Regions from separate parts of the Mus musculus genome. Here regions 2 and 3 are each linked to region 1. The links are chromatin contacts, called in public promoter capture Hi-C maps. All regions are on one chromosome and are shown on one strand. The core of a region is the stretch at or near the end of the contact, and the rest is flanking DNA. Distances in the headings are between cores, read along the strand shown. Region 1 holds the start of Abca8a (ATP-binding cassette, sub-family A (ABC1), member 8a). Region 2 overlaps Abca6 (ATP-binding cassette, sub-family A (ABC1), member 6). Region 3 overlaps Abca8a (ATP-binding cassette, sub-family A (ABC1), member 8a).

Region 1 (3,771 bases), core at 603-3,102:
AAATAGCTGGGTCCCATAGTTCAGCCAAGCAGGCACATGAAGTTAACGGTCACAATGTGGGGATTCATAGAGATATTTTACTCTAGCAGAACATTCCCTGAAAAGAGAAGTTTCAGAGCATAGTTAAATTTAACCTCTTCCCATACCTCCACCAAGAAATCACACACTATTCGAGTTCTCCAGCCTCTCTGGAAGCTGCACATAAAAGAAAACAAAGCAGGGTAACTCTTCATTAAGTTCATTAAGACTTTAAACTGTGGAAGGAAAGGGCTTGCTTAGACTGAATTACACAATCAAGTCACTTTAGCGAGAAATCACTTTTCTGGGAGGCTTGCCATGGCCATTGACTCCACTGTGGTGTCCTATGATGGTCTGTGCCAACTGGCTCTTATGTCTTAATAATTGGTAGAAATAACCTTTTTACCAACATGTTGCCTAAAACTGGTCGACCATGTTGTGATGGGATATTGGGATATTGCCATACAGATAGAGAATAGAAGTTTCCCTGCATGATGCTATCATCCCAGTCATGAGACAAGTTCAAACAGAGAAATGCCTATTTCCCAGGATAAAAATTCAGGTGTAGAGTTGATGGGACAGTCCCATTGGGCAGTAGTTGCACAGTAGCCACTCACAGCTTATTTCCAGAGAAGAAAACAACACATGGTTATATAATAAGGCTCAGAGGCAAGTCTTCGTACAAAAGGGTGGAGAAAAGATATCAGAAAGCCTTTTGGGCTGACAAATGGAGAAGAATGTAGTATTAGCAAAAACAAATAAATAAATAAATAAATAAATAAATAAATAAATAAATAAATAAATGTTTTAAGTCAGGGTGTCCAGAAGCCCCAAGAATTGCTCCGGGCAACGGGAACATTCTTAGAGAGATGGGATAACTTGAACCAGTCAAGGGAGCAGCCACAGCCCTTTGTAGCCAGAACTAAGACTAACTCTCTATCTCAGAGTTCCACTGCAAATCAGCCATGCAGCATAAATAAGCTCGGTAAAACGTCCCTCTTGTTTGCTTTTCCTTCCTTCTCTGGTTCCTAGATCCATGCTAGCTCATGTACAAGTAAAACTGAAGGCTTTGCTTCAGCGTGAGTGAATGTTATTGACTCTGTGCCAATCAACAAAACCCTGTTTACTGCAAACTCCTGCCGACAGCAAAGGGTATGACATTTGAAGTAATGCCATTGTAGTGAAGTGGCACATGCCTCAGTATGATTCAATACATCATACCCAACAAATAAAAACGTGCAGGAAAGAATCTTATGTTAAAAACAAAACAAAACAAAACAAAACAAAACCAACAAATAGACAAACAACCTGTAAGTCTGAGAATAACAGGCTGAGACATAAAAGCATTTCTCTAAATGCCATACTAAAGACTTCTCAGGATTAGAGAGAAAGTGTATTGGAAATGCCTGCCAGTTACTGTACAGTTCATGCACATGTGTGTGTCTAACTGCAGCTGGGCAGCAGATTCACATTCATATTCACACAGAAAATGCTTCCAGAAGACCTGCTTACATTTCTCACCATTACTAACACATTACAGGCACATTCCCACATCTTTACTTAAAACTAGAAAATATGACAATGTCTTTAAAACTACCCACAACTTCCCCTTGCAGACCACAGGAAAATAAACCCAGAAACACTAAAACTCTGTGCAGAAAAATAAATAATAACTTCTCCCTAAAAAGTTCTCATTGAGTAAATGAAATCTCACTTATAGTTACGTAATACAAACCAAACAGAAGCAAAAAGGAACTTACATTTGGAATGTCCGAAGAAAGTATCCTGAGTCTTGGCTTACCTCTGTTTCCCCACTCCAAGAGAATGGGTTCTACTTCTCCCCGGTCTCTATCACATCTGTATTGCTTTCATTCTGTTTGCCTGTTTTGAGCATTCCCAGTCAGCCTGACTGCTTTTGGAGGAAGATTGTGGTTGTAATTTTCTTGGCCTGCTGAGCACTGTATTCACGTGACCATTCTCGAACAAATCTCTTTTTTATTGACTTCCAGCCAGTTCCCACAGCAGAGAATTGCCAACCCTACTCATTTGACTAATTATAGTGTCAGAAAAATCTGTGTTGCCGAGGGAGTCCAAATTTGTAACTTTTCTGGGCCCTCCCCCAAAAGAAATTGACAGATTTCAAAAAATAAAATAAAATAAAATAAAATAAAATAAAATATTGTCCCTTAAAAGGCTCTGAGCTCTGGACTTATTCTGCCATGTTGAGGCAGATATTCTAATTATGTTTCAAACAGCCTAGAAAGCAATATCTTGATTTTTTTCCTATATCATATCTTCCATCCTGTCCATTTCCTCAGTTCCTGCTCTGGCCAGAATCAGTCAATAGACTCCATCTTTAAAATGTGCTCAACATTATGTGTTGTGTTTTATAAAAAAGAAGAAGAAGAAGAAGAAGAAGAAGAAGAAGAAGAAGAAGAAGAAGAAGAAGAAGAAGAAGAAGAAGAAGCAGCAGCGAAGGGTATGTTTGGTAGAGGTGCGATATGGTGTCGGGGAAGGGGATGCCTCTGGGGGCCCATGCTGAGGCATCCCTTCCCCCTGAGGTACCAGTTATAGTATAGTATAGAATAGAGTTTATTCATGGCATGGGGAGGGGGAGTTGAGGGAGTAGAGATAGAGAAAGACAGAGAGAGAGAGAGAGAGAGAGAGAGAGAGAGAGAGAGAGAGAGAGAGAGAGAGAGAGAGGAGTAGAGGCCATGAGCACAGGGAATGGCGAGAGAAGGGTCAAAGGGGAAAGAGGATAAGAGAGCAAGAGAGCAAGAGAAGTGAGTGAGGAGGGGTTGAGCAGCCCCTTTTACAGTGAGTCAGGCACACCTGGTAACTGTAGCCTAGAAGAAATGCTAACGTTATGGGTCTTGGGAAGTATGGCTCAGAACAACATTCACTCAGAACAACATTCAGCTACGTATAGGAGATTGAAAACCAAAAGTAAGGCAGCCTAAAAGGACCCGAGTTAGACAAGTCACAGCTTAATAGAGAGATTTTAGTAAGAAGGGAAGCGTGAGCCACTGCCCAGCTAATATTTAGAAAATTCTTTTTCGTTTTCATAGCTAGAAAGAAAGAAAAAAAAAACCAAAAATTAGTTTCTGTGTGTCAGTGAACTTTGAAAATACGAGTCTTCAAAAACTACTTATGACTTCAGATAACATTCTCTGTAGTCTCCAAGATTATACAACCTAACCCATCAATTTTTAATTCATAAACCAAGCAAATGCATTTGAATCTCTGGGGACCTTACCTATTCAGAATTCTCAGATGGTTTCTCTATCGCTGGTTGGAATACACTCTCGAAAGCTCTGGGGAGGGTTTGCTGCTCAGTAAGAATTCATGCCTATGGTTTTGTTCTCATTTTAAGCTTCCCTGTCAGGGTGTTCAAAGAAATGACTGTTTCTTCCATAACTGCTGCTGCCGTCTTTGAAAAGAGTCTTCACTTCACTTCCAGAAGCCTGCCACATTTGCTTTGTCGAAGGTTTTTTTTTTTTTTTTTTTTTTTTTTCGATTTTTCCCTTTTTCCCTCAGAGAAATGATTTATAGATTATTGCGCAACACTCTGCTGGGGCTGTCTTGTAAACATGCAAAGAGCCATGAACTACACGATAAATGTTATTGCAACATCTCCACTACACTATTTCATACTGGCCATCTTTTTTTTTACTAATCCACTAATTTGTTCAAAAACAATGTTTTTTTAAGTTGCCCAGTGTTCTGAGAGCAAAACCCCCAAACTCGTATATT
Region 2 (3,771 bases), core at 829-3,328, 100 kb after region 1:
TTACTTACTACAGAAAACACAATTTCGCTTGTCATGTCAATGTTCAACAGTTTTGACGTGTATGATGTGAAGTAGCTTGTGAGAAGCATTCCGCTGAAGAGGCTAATGTCCACTACTGCCTGTCCACACCAGTAGGCCGAAGGGTAGAGGCCAGAAATCCACAGCTGGGAATCAGCTTTCTTCTGATGAGAAAATACAGAATGGACGTCAGTTCAGTTGAATTGCAAGGTGTTTTTGTTTGTTTGGATTTCATTTTGTGGGGTTTTTTTTGGGGGGGGGGGGTAGTTAGAGCTGGCCTGGCATTATGCAAAAAGGACGACCTTTAACTTCTGATCTTGTTTCCATCTCCCAAATGCTAGGATTAAAGGCATGGGCCATTCTGCCTGGTTTTTCAGGAATGGGGATCAAACCCCTGACTTTATGCATGCTAGCTTGCCCCTCTTGCATGGTTCTTTCTGCGGAGGGTTGTGTTGCAGCATATTTGATCACATTGTACAAACCCCTAGATTGTGAACTTGAAACGCATTGTTGTGGCATGGCTCAGCCCTAGCACACACCTTTTATCCAAGAGCTTTCTATTGATTGTAAACAGGTTGTGTAGTGTGGCTCAGCCCTAGCACACACCATTAATTCAACAAGCTTCCTGTAAACAGGGTTAAATAAAGTCAGCCATAGGTAAAGTGGCAAAAGAGCAACCAGGTGACAGGGAGGGAACATAAGAAAGCCTAGGAAAAAGAAAAGAGGGTCTTTGGGTTGAAGGATATTTAAGACAATATGAAGCAGAAAAAAAATAACTCTTTTCTTTTTGGATATTGATGGAGTAGGAAGGTCAGCTGGGTGCTGTCTCTGCGTCTCTGAGCTAGGTAGCTTTCACCACAGTTTGGCTCCTGCATCGTCGTTTGGTAAATCGAACGTTTGGGGTTTTGTTTTAAAGGCAATAGGGTTGCTCTGAGTGTTCAGTCCTTTGTGCTTCTACATGAATTTTAGAATCACTTTTCTAACACTGTGAAAAGTACAATGACAATATCCTAGTGATCGAATCTGACAGAGTAGATGATAACCTTCGAATAATAGGGTTTTGTCAAATTTTATTCCTACCAGAAGTGTTACACTTTTTAAAGTATATTATATAATATAGTACTCATATCAAGCCTATGGGATTGAATTTGTTCTTAGCTCCACTCTCAGGCATTGTCTTAGAAAGTACTTAAATTTTGAATCTTGGAAAATCATATCAAATTCATGCCAAATCGTGTCAAATGTCTGCGTTTGCTCTACTATCCATTTTCTATCTTGAAGGTAAGATAATACCCCAAGTTCTGTTTTAGAAAATACCCTCTCCCATTCCAATAGCTACTGGGACTTAAATAGTGCCTCCAGTTAATTACCTTAGATAACAGCAGAAACAGTTCTCCATGCCTTTTTATCTTTTTTCTTTCCTCGGTGTGTGTCAAACTAAGGTGTGGTCGTTGGAATTCTGTCATTTTAAATCATGAAGTGAGGGTTCATCTTCAGAAATGTCAAGAGTTGGTTTTAGACATTTTTTTAGGGTCAGAGGCTGGGCTCTGGCTGCCCCCAGTAAGCTAGGGCTAGCAGTCCACCCTAATGTGCCAATCAAAGAGACAAGGAGTATCGAAAGGCAGAGAATAGGGATTTGTTCAAAGCAGTCACATCACAAAGACAAGAAAATGATTTTTTAAAAAAAGAAAGAAAGGTCTAGTCAGGGATATTGACATGAGGTTTAAGGTTACAAAGAGGACAAGTGGTTTGCATAACTAAGCAGGCACAGTGAAGGTGTGGGCCATTATAGACCCGCCATAGTCTCAGCTCTACCTCTTCAGCAAGGTGGTAAAGTTGTAAGAACTCTGTGAAATCTCTGTCTGGGGAACGAGACACTTTTCTGTCTGCAATCGAGCTTCAGACTTTCTCCTTCTGCCTTTCTGATCTCAACACAAAATGGGAGACTCCCTTTCTTAGTGGGGCTTTTTCTCTGTCTCTGCCTGTCTTGGTCTGGAGAGTGTCCTTGAACACAGGTGGCTGGCCTGGTCTGAAAAGTGACCTTGTACAGGGTTTCTGCAAGATTGTGTAACCCAGCACACAGGTCCACTCTGGCTTCCTGCCCACATGATAATTAGTTGCTGTATTATAACCAATCAGCCCTTTACCTGATCGCCTGATGTCAAGACCAATTAGCCCTTTCCACCCATACCCATAAAAGGCCCTTATATACTCTATCCCTGAAACAATAAAGTAGACTTGTCTCTCTGCAGTGGTCTCCAGAGGTCATTCCACTCATACTCCCCACTGTCCAATCCTGTTCTCCACTTCTGCTCCCTTTGTCCCCTCAGGCTGGTGGCCAACAGCCTTTGGGGAGACAGAGGGGTCACAGGAGGAAGATAAATGTTTGTATAATGTAGGATAATGTTATTGTGTACTGTGTAAAGACACCCTGATTATTCAAATGCTGGTTTCTGTGCCCTGTGTCTGGTTGCAATCCTTATTCTGAGATTCTCCTGTCTCAGTGTTGTGTAAACATTGCTCCCCAACTGTTCCCTGAGTGGTCCATAAAGAAGCTGCTCAGCCAATGACTGATCAGGGAGAAAATAGGGATGGACGTCCTCCCATCCAGGGGAAGGGGAAGAAGAGAAAGGAAATAGGGATTCGCCACTGGAAGAGTCCAGGCAAGACCATGAGAAGACACCTACAGACCAGAGGGCCAGATCAGTACTAAAAGGCAAGTGTCACTAGGACTTTGCCTGGGAGGTAGCCAGATGGGCTTAGAGGATTAAAATAGAGTGATATTGCTCAGTTGTTGTGCCCTTAAAGCTTGTTAAATAAGTATAATAGTAGTCTCGATTATTTGCGAGCCAGCTGGGTTAAGAGGAAGTCTGCAACATCTATTTAAAAAAAAAAAAGCTACTAATACTGTGAAAGCTACCAATCTCTTTTGCTGCTACTCCTGTGACCCTAGGCCGTCAGAGAGCAAGCTGTCACACAGCATTTATTTCATACACCTATTGCACGCACCAACATTCTTGCTTTAGGAACAGACCCCTCTCCTGTTGGAATCACTGTTGCGTGTTTGTTAGCAGTGGACCTAATGCTCTCAATAATCCCTGATCCCCTGGGAAGGATTCCACGAGATATTCAGTTATGTTCCCAAGCACTTGCTATTGTGAAACAGAAAGTGGGGATAGTCAATGTATGAAAAGCCCATGGGATGTTAATCTGCTCTTTGATACATATGGCATTTAAAAGATGAGTATCAATATTCAACTTAAATCATAGATTTCTGACCGATTTCTTCATGTGTGCCAAGTGCTGGGCTAGTGGGGGTCTTGTCATATAAATTCACTTTATTTGCTTATCTTAAAAAACCTATTACTGACATTGACTGGCTTGGCATTGTATACGTGTACATTTGTGGGGGTGGTTGAAAAGGCAAGATTTTTTTAAGGTAAATTCATAATATGTTATTATTGAAAATAATTACACATTGTGTTTAAGAACCTGAGACCTACAGATCCAATTCCCTTACCATGTTTTCTTTGGTACACTGATGTGCAATACCATGTTAACCCATGAGTAATGAAAAGAACTCTAAATATTTTCTTGTTCTCATTACATGAGGTCAGTTGTGGGGGTTTCCAATAATAATAATATTCTGTCTGTTTTTTGAAATTTTTGGATTCTAGATTCTAGATCTTTAAATTTAATCACTATATTTTAATTTTTGTAAAAATAAATAAATAAATAAAAATAAAATTGTAA
Region 3 (3,771 bases), core at 835-3,334, 67 kb before region 1:
AAGGACACAGTTCAAGTCATGATAAATGGTAGACAGGATTTTAGTGGAAAGAGGCCCCCCAAACCCCCAAAAGAATCGTGAGAATGATGTTAATCTTGGAAGTGCTGTGAAGGATCACATGTCCCAGAAAGCTTAGGTGCTAAATTTAGACAATGAGAAGAAGATACATCAAGACAACTTTGGATGCAGCCAGCAGAAACCAGAAGATATCTGTGGGACAGGCGACGGCTTTCTCTTCCTTAGTAGGGCGGGTGACAGGCAAGAGAAGGTGACATTGAGCAGTAAATACTAAGAGTTCTTGGGATCACTCAGACAAGCAGAGCATGAAAACCAGAAGACGGACAACACAAAGCTCTGCTCAGACGATGAATACTGCGTGTTCTGAGCTACACTGAAGCCTCTCAGTGGATACCAGAGCATTCACACTTCTAGAGGAGTTTATAGGTCATTAGTGGCCTGAGCCAATAAAGTGCAATTTACTTTAAAAATATACACTTTTAATATTATCTCTAAAGTGAAATTGATTTTAGATCTAAAATAAAAACCTTCAAAGTATGGTGAATTTTGTCTTACTTTTGTACTTTCCTATGTGCAAAGTAAAAACAAAAATCAAACAAAAAATAAAAACAACAAACCTTACCACGCATATGCCCAGCTCACCTCTTTAGTTTTCTGCTTCTGTATTTCAGAAGGAACTGTGAATGCTCACAATTAGCCAGAATGTGCCGATTCAATTTCTCACCGCTGTGGGCTCTTTTAAGTTCTGGAACTATTTGATCTCAGAGTCTGATCTCTAACTAGTCTCTTACCTGTCTCTAATTTGAAGAAGGCCTGGGATAAAGGTTGCACATCTTCCCTGGGCAGTTTATAGACCATCAGAGAAGAGTACCTGGGAAGAAAGGAAGGCTGGGTTGGTCTCTAAGCATGTGGCTTAACATCTATGGCACCCACTACATTTCTTTTCATATATACGACTCTTTGGCATAATTGAATCTCTGAGAGTGGGGCCACTGAAGCCGGCCAGTTGACAAGAAGGAAGAGAGGGAAAGATGAGTGAGTTCAGTACCTCAGGCTCCTTGGAAGGACCCATGCAGGGCCTGTCTAGGCAACGTTTTGAGACTGTTCTTTCCCACCCAGTCTCGACTGGGAACACAGGCTCCTTTTACCATACCACAGCTTCCTAGAATTTCTACACTGGGTAGGAATCTACTTATTCAGTGCAGAGTCCACATTTAGGCACCTCCTCCCCCAACTCTCAATGCTATTCTCACCAAAGGGAACCCTGAGAGTCCTCAGGACACGAAACCACAATTTCTTGAGAAGGTCCCAGAGTTCATCAGTTGCTGGTCAGGCACCTATTGTTGGCAGATTAATAATCACAACAGACTGATTTCACGTCAAAGAATTTATTTCCTTTCATTTACAGAGCGTTCTATTTCACCAGCAGTGTTTACTGATTATGCGATCTAGTTTATACAGAATTAGGGCTCTTACAAACAGAATAAAAATAAGAGTTACGCTCTTTCATCAGTCCACGCCGTCATTATTATCCTACTGTGTCTGTATGAAGCTTCTATTAGTAAAGACACTGGTGAAATACAATTAGTTTATTCCTATAAGTACTGGGTCTTTACCCAAGCAATTCATCCAGCAGATAGTCTATGGCAAATTTGCTCTTTAGGTGTTAGGTTGCTCCAATATATCTGGAGCAGGGATAGGAATTACAAAGGCATGTGACAAATGTGGGAAAGGTACCTGTGACCATGCTTATGTCACCACTGCATCACCACACCCAAGTTAGAGTCTCCTCCCTGTTAAGTAAGGACAGGGCAACTCCAAGTCTTACTCAGGCGTGCTCATTGGCTTAAAACGGTTCTAACTTTTAAAGATCAGGGTGACAATCGGGTAGCCTAAGACCTAGAAAGAATCTGCCATATAGTTGGGCCACACCCATGTGACTTCAGATTTACAACCAGCCCTCTGTTCTCTAGTAGACTCCAAGCAGCATCCACACTTCAGTGACCTCTTTGAGGTTTTCTTGCAGTGTAAACATGACCCACAGTGTCTCCCAAGCCAAACAAATCCCAGGGGAAAGTGGGTGTGCTTTGCTAGATCAAAAACAACAACTGTGGGCTGGGAGGATGACTCAGCCAGGACGGCGTCTGCCATGCGAGCATGAGGAAGGACTTAAGTTTATGAACTCAGAACTCACAGAAAATGGATGTGGCTAAGTGTGTCTGTAATCCGGTACTGGCTGGGGGTAGGAGAGAGCTTGAGCAGAAACAGGCTTATCCCTAGAGCTTGCTGGCAAGCCAGTGTAGCAAGATGCTCAGCTCAGCTCAGCTCAGCTCAGCTCAGGGAAAGACACTGTGACGCCGTCTCAAACGATAAGACAGAGGACGATAACGGAAGGCAAGGGATATTGACTTGTGGCCTATAGCGTGTGTGTGTGTGTGTGTGTGTGTGTGTGTGTGTGTGTGTGTGTGTGTGTGTGTTTATGTGTACTCATGTTGGCAGACATGTGTACTCATGTGGACAGACAGACAGACTGACCGACAGAAATACATTCACAAGCACAACCCCGAAACTGTGCTTACCTTTCCTGCCGAGCAGCCTGGGGGAACAGCCTCATGATCTCCGTGTTCAAGGGCTCCACCTGCGAGGGGGTCTTCACCTTCATCTCCAGGAGATATTCTTTGCCGAATTTGCTCTTCAGATGTTGGATGGATCCAATACATCTGGGTCAGGAATAGGAATAACAAAGCAGAAGACAAATGTGGGGATGGTGCCTGTGAGCATGCGCAGATCGCCACTCAGGCTCCCAAATAGGTTTCTTCACTGTTAGTAGGGAAGTGGCAACTCCAACTCTTACCCATGAACACTGATTTTCTTTAAAAGCAAATTCGTTTCATCTGATCATCACAGAGTGGACACAAGTGGGATGAAAACAGGCACCCACCTCAGCCTCCCAGACACCATGATGGCCACGCGGTCACACACAGCCTCAGCCTCTGCCATGTAATGGGTGGTCAGGAGGGCGCCCCGTTCTGTGTTTGAAAAGGTGGCCTGGATAGCCTGCCTATATTGTCAAGAGAAGAACTGTGATGAACAGAAGTCCCCCGACTCTTCTGGACAAAGGAGAGAGGAGATGCCACGAGGCAGAGATGAGAAATAATCAATGCAGACCAAGCAAGATGGAGGCACGGAGGAAGAGGGCTGTCAAGTCGATTGCTAGAGAAACACTGGTGACACAGCAGAGGCTGTCAAGAGAAAACACTTAGAAGAAGGATGATTGAGAGCAAACATTCTGAGTAGAAAGGGACTGTCTATGAGACCGAACAAAAGGATTCAATTCTCCTAAGCTTAATTTTCCTTCATGGAAGTTGATTGTAAACCACCAGGAAACATAAGTACGTTTTCTCCCAAAATAATAGTTTTTAGGGATATGGATGGTGTTGACCACATTTATTTATGTTTGTTTAACAATACTGACACAATTCATGAACTCCCTACCACCATGAGAGCGGTAGATCCTCACCACATTTGCTGCTGCCCCTCGGGGTCCATCCCGGTGGATGGCTCATCCAGAAGTACCACAGAAGGGTTCCCCAGGATGCTCAGCACAAAGCACAGCTGTAACAAGAGAGACAGCCCATGAGGCATCACCTCAAGTGTGCCTCCCTGAGGTGTGCTCGAAGCCCTTCCCCTGAGTCCTGCATATACCTTTCTCTTCACTCCCTCTGACAGCGTCTTCACAGGAGACTTCAGCTG

What was found. Promoter capture Hi-C pulls out the DNA fragments that hold promoters and counts their contacts.
Region 2: a promoter capture Hi-C map of liver shows a contact between it and region 1. The contact joins the enhancer-like site here to the promoter of Abca8a in region 1. A contact is called at or near these places in 7 of 39 promoter capture datasets (the C10 cell line, cranial neural crest, embryonic stem cells and 3 more) and 2 of 9 other capture datasets (adipose tissue and liver).
Region 3: a contact with region 1 is called in a promoter capture Hi-C map of liver. The contact joins the enhancer-like site here to the promoter of Abca8a in region 1. A contact is called at or near these places in 3 of 39 promoter capture datasets (the C10 cell line, liver and macrophages), 2 of 484 Hi-C or Micro-C datasets (liver and nephron progenitors), 1 of 115 datasets of contacts at active chromatin or transcription factors (pancreatic cancer cells) and 2 of 9 other capture datasets (adipose tissue and pancreatic islet).

The regions. Positions count from the first base shown.
Region 1 is chr11:110,094,085-110,097,855 of GRCm38.p6, forward strand. Abca8a (ATP-binding cassette, sub-family A (ABC1), member 8a) reads right to left here and starts at 1,853. Exons shown (of 39, transcript NM_153145.4): 1 at 1,779-1,853.
Region 2 is chr11:110,196,998-110,200,768 of GRCm38.p6, forward strand. Abca6 (ATP-binding cassette, sub-family A (ABC1), member 6) reads right to left here. Exons shown (of 39, transcript NM_147218.2): 24 at 9-182. Among named protein-coding and RNA genes, the nearest start is that of Abca9, 31 kb to the left of the region's middle. Within about 2 kb of position 2,079, at least 5 of the 459 cell types and tissues checked have an H3K27ac peak or open chromatin away from gene starts, as enhancers often do. A contact at or near this core is called in liver, where this site is marked.
Region 3 is chr11:110,027,322-110,031,092 of GRCm38.p6, forward strand. It overlaps Abca8a (ATP-binding cassette, sub-family A (ABC1), member 8a), which reads right to left. Exons shown (of 39, transcript NM_153145.4): 33 at 3,724-3,771; 34 at 3,539-3,633; 35 at 2,960-3,079; 36 at 2,598-2,738; 37 at 810-889. Among named protein-coding and RNA genes, the nearest start is that of Abca8b, 33 kb to the left of the region's middle. Within about 2 kb of position 2,085, at least 58 of the 459 cell types and tissues checked have an H3K27ac peak or open chromatin away from gene starts, as enhancers often do. A contact at or near this core is called in liver and pancreatic cancer cells, where this site is marked.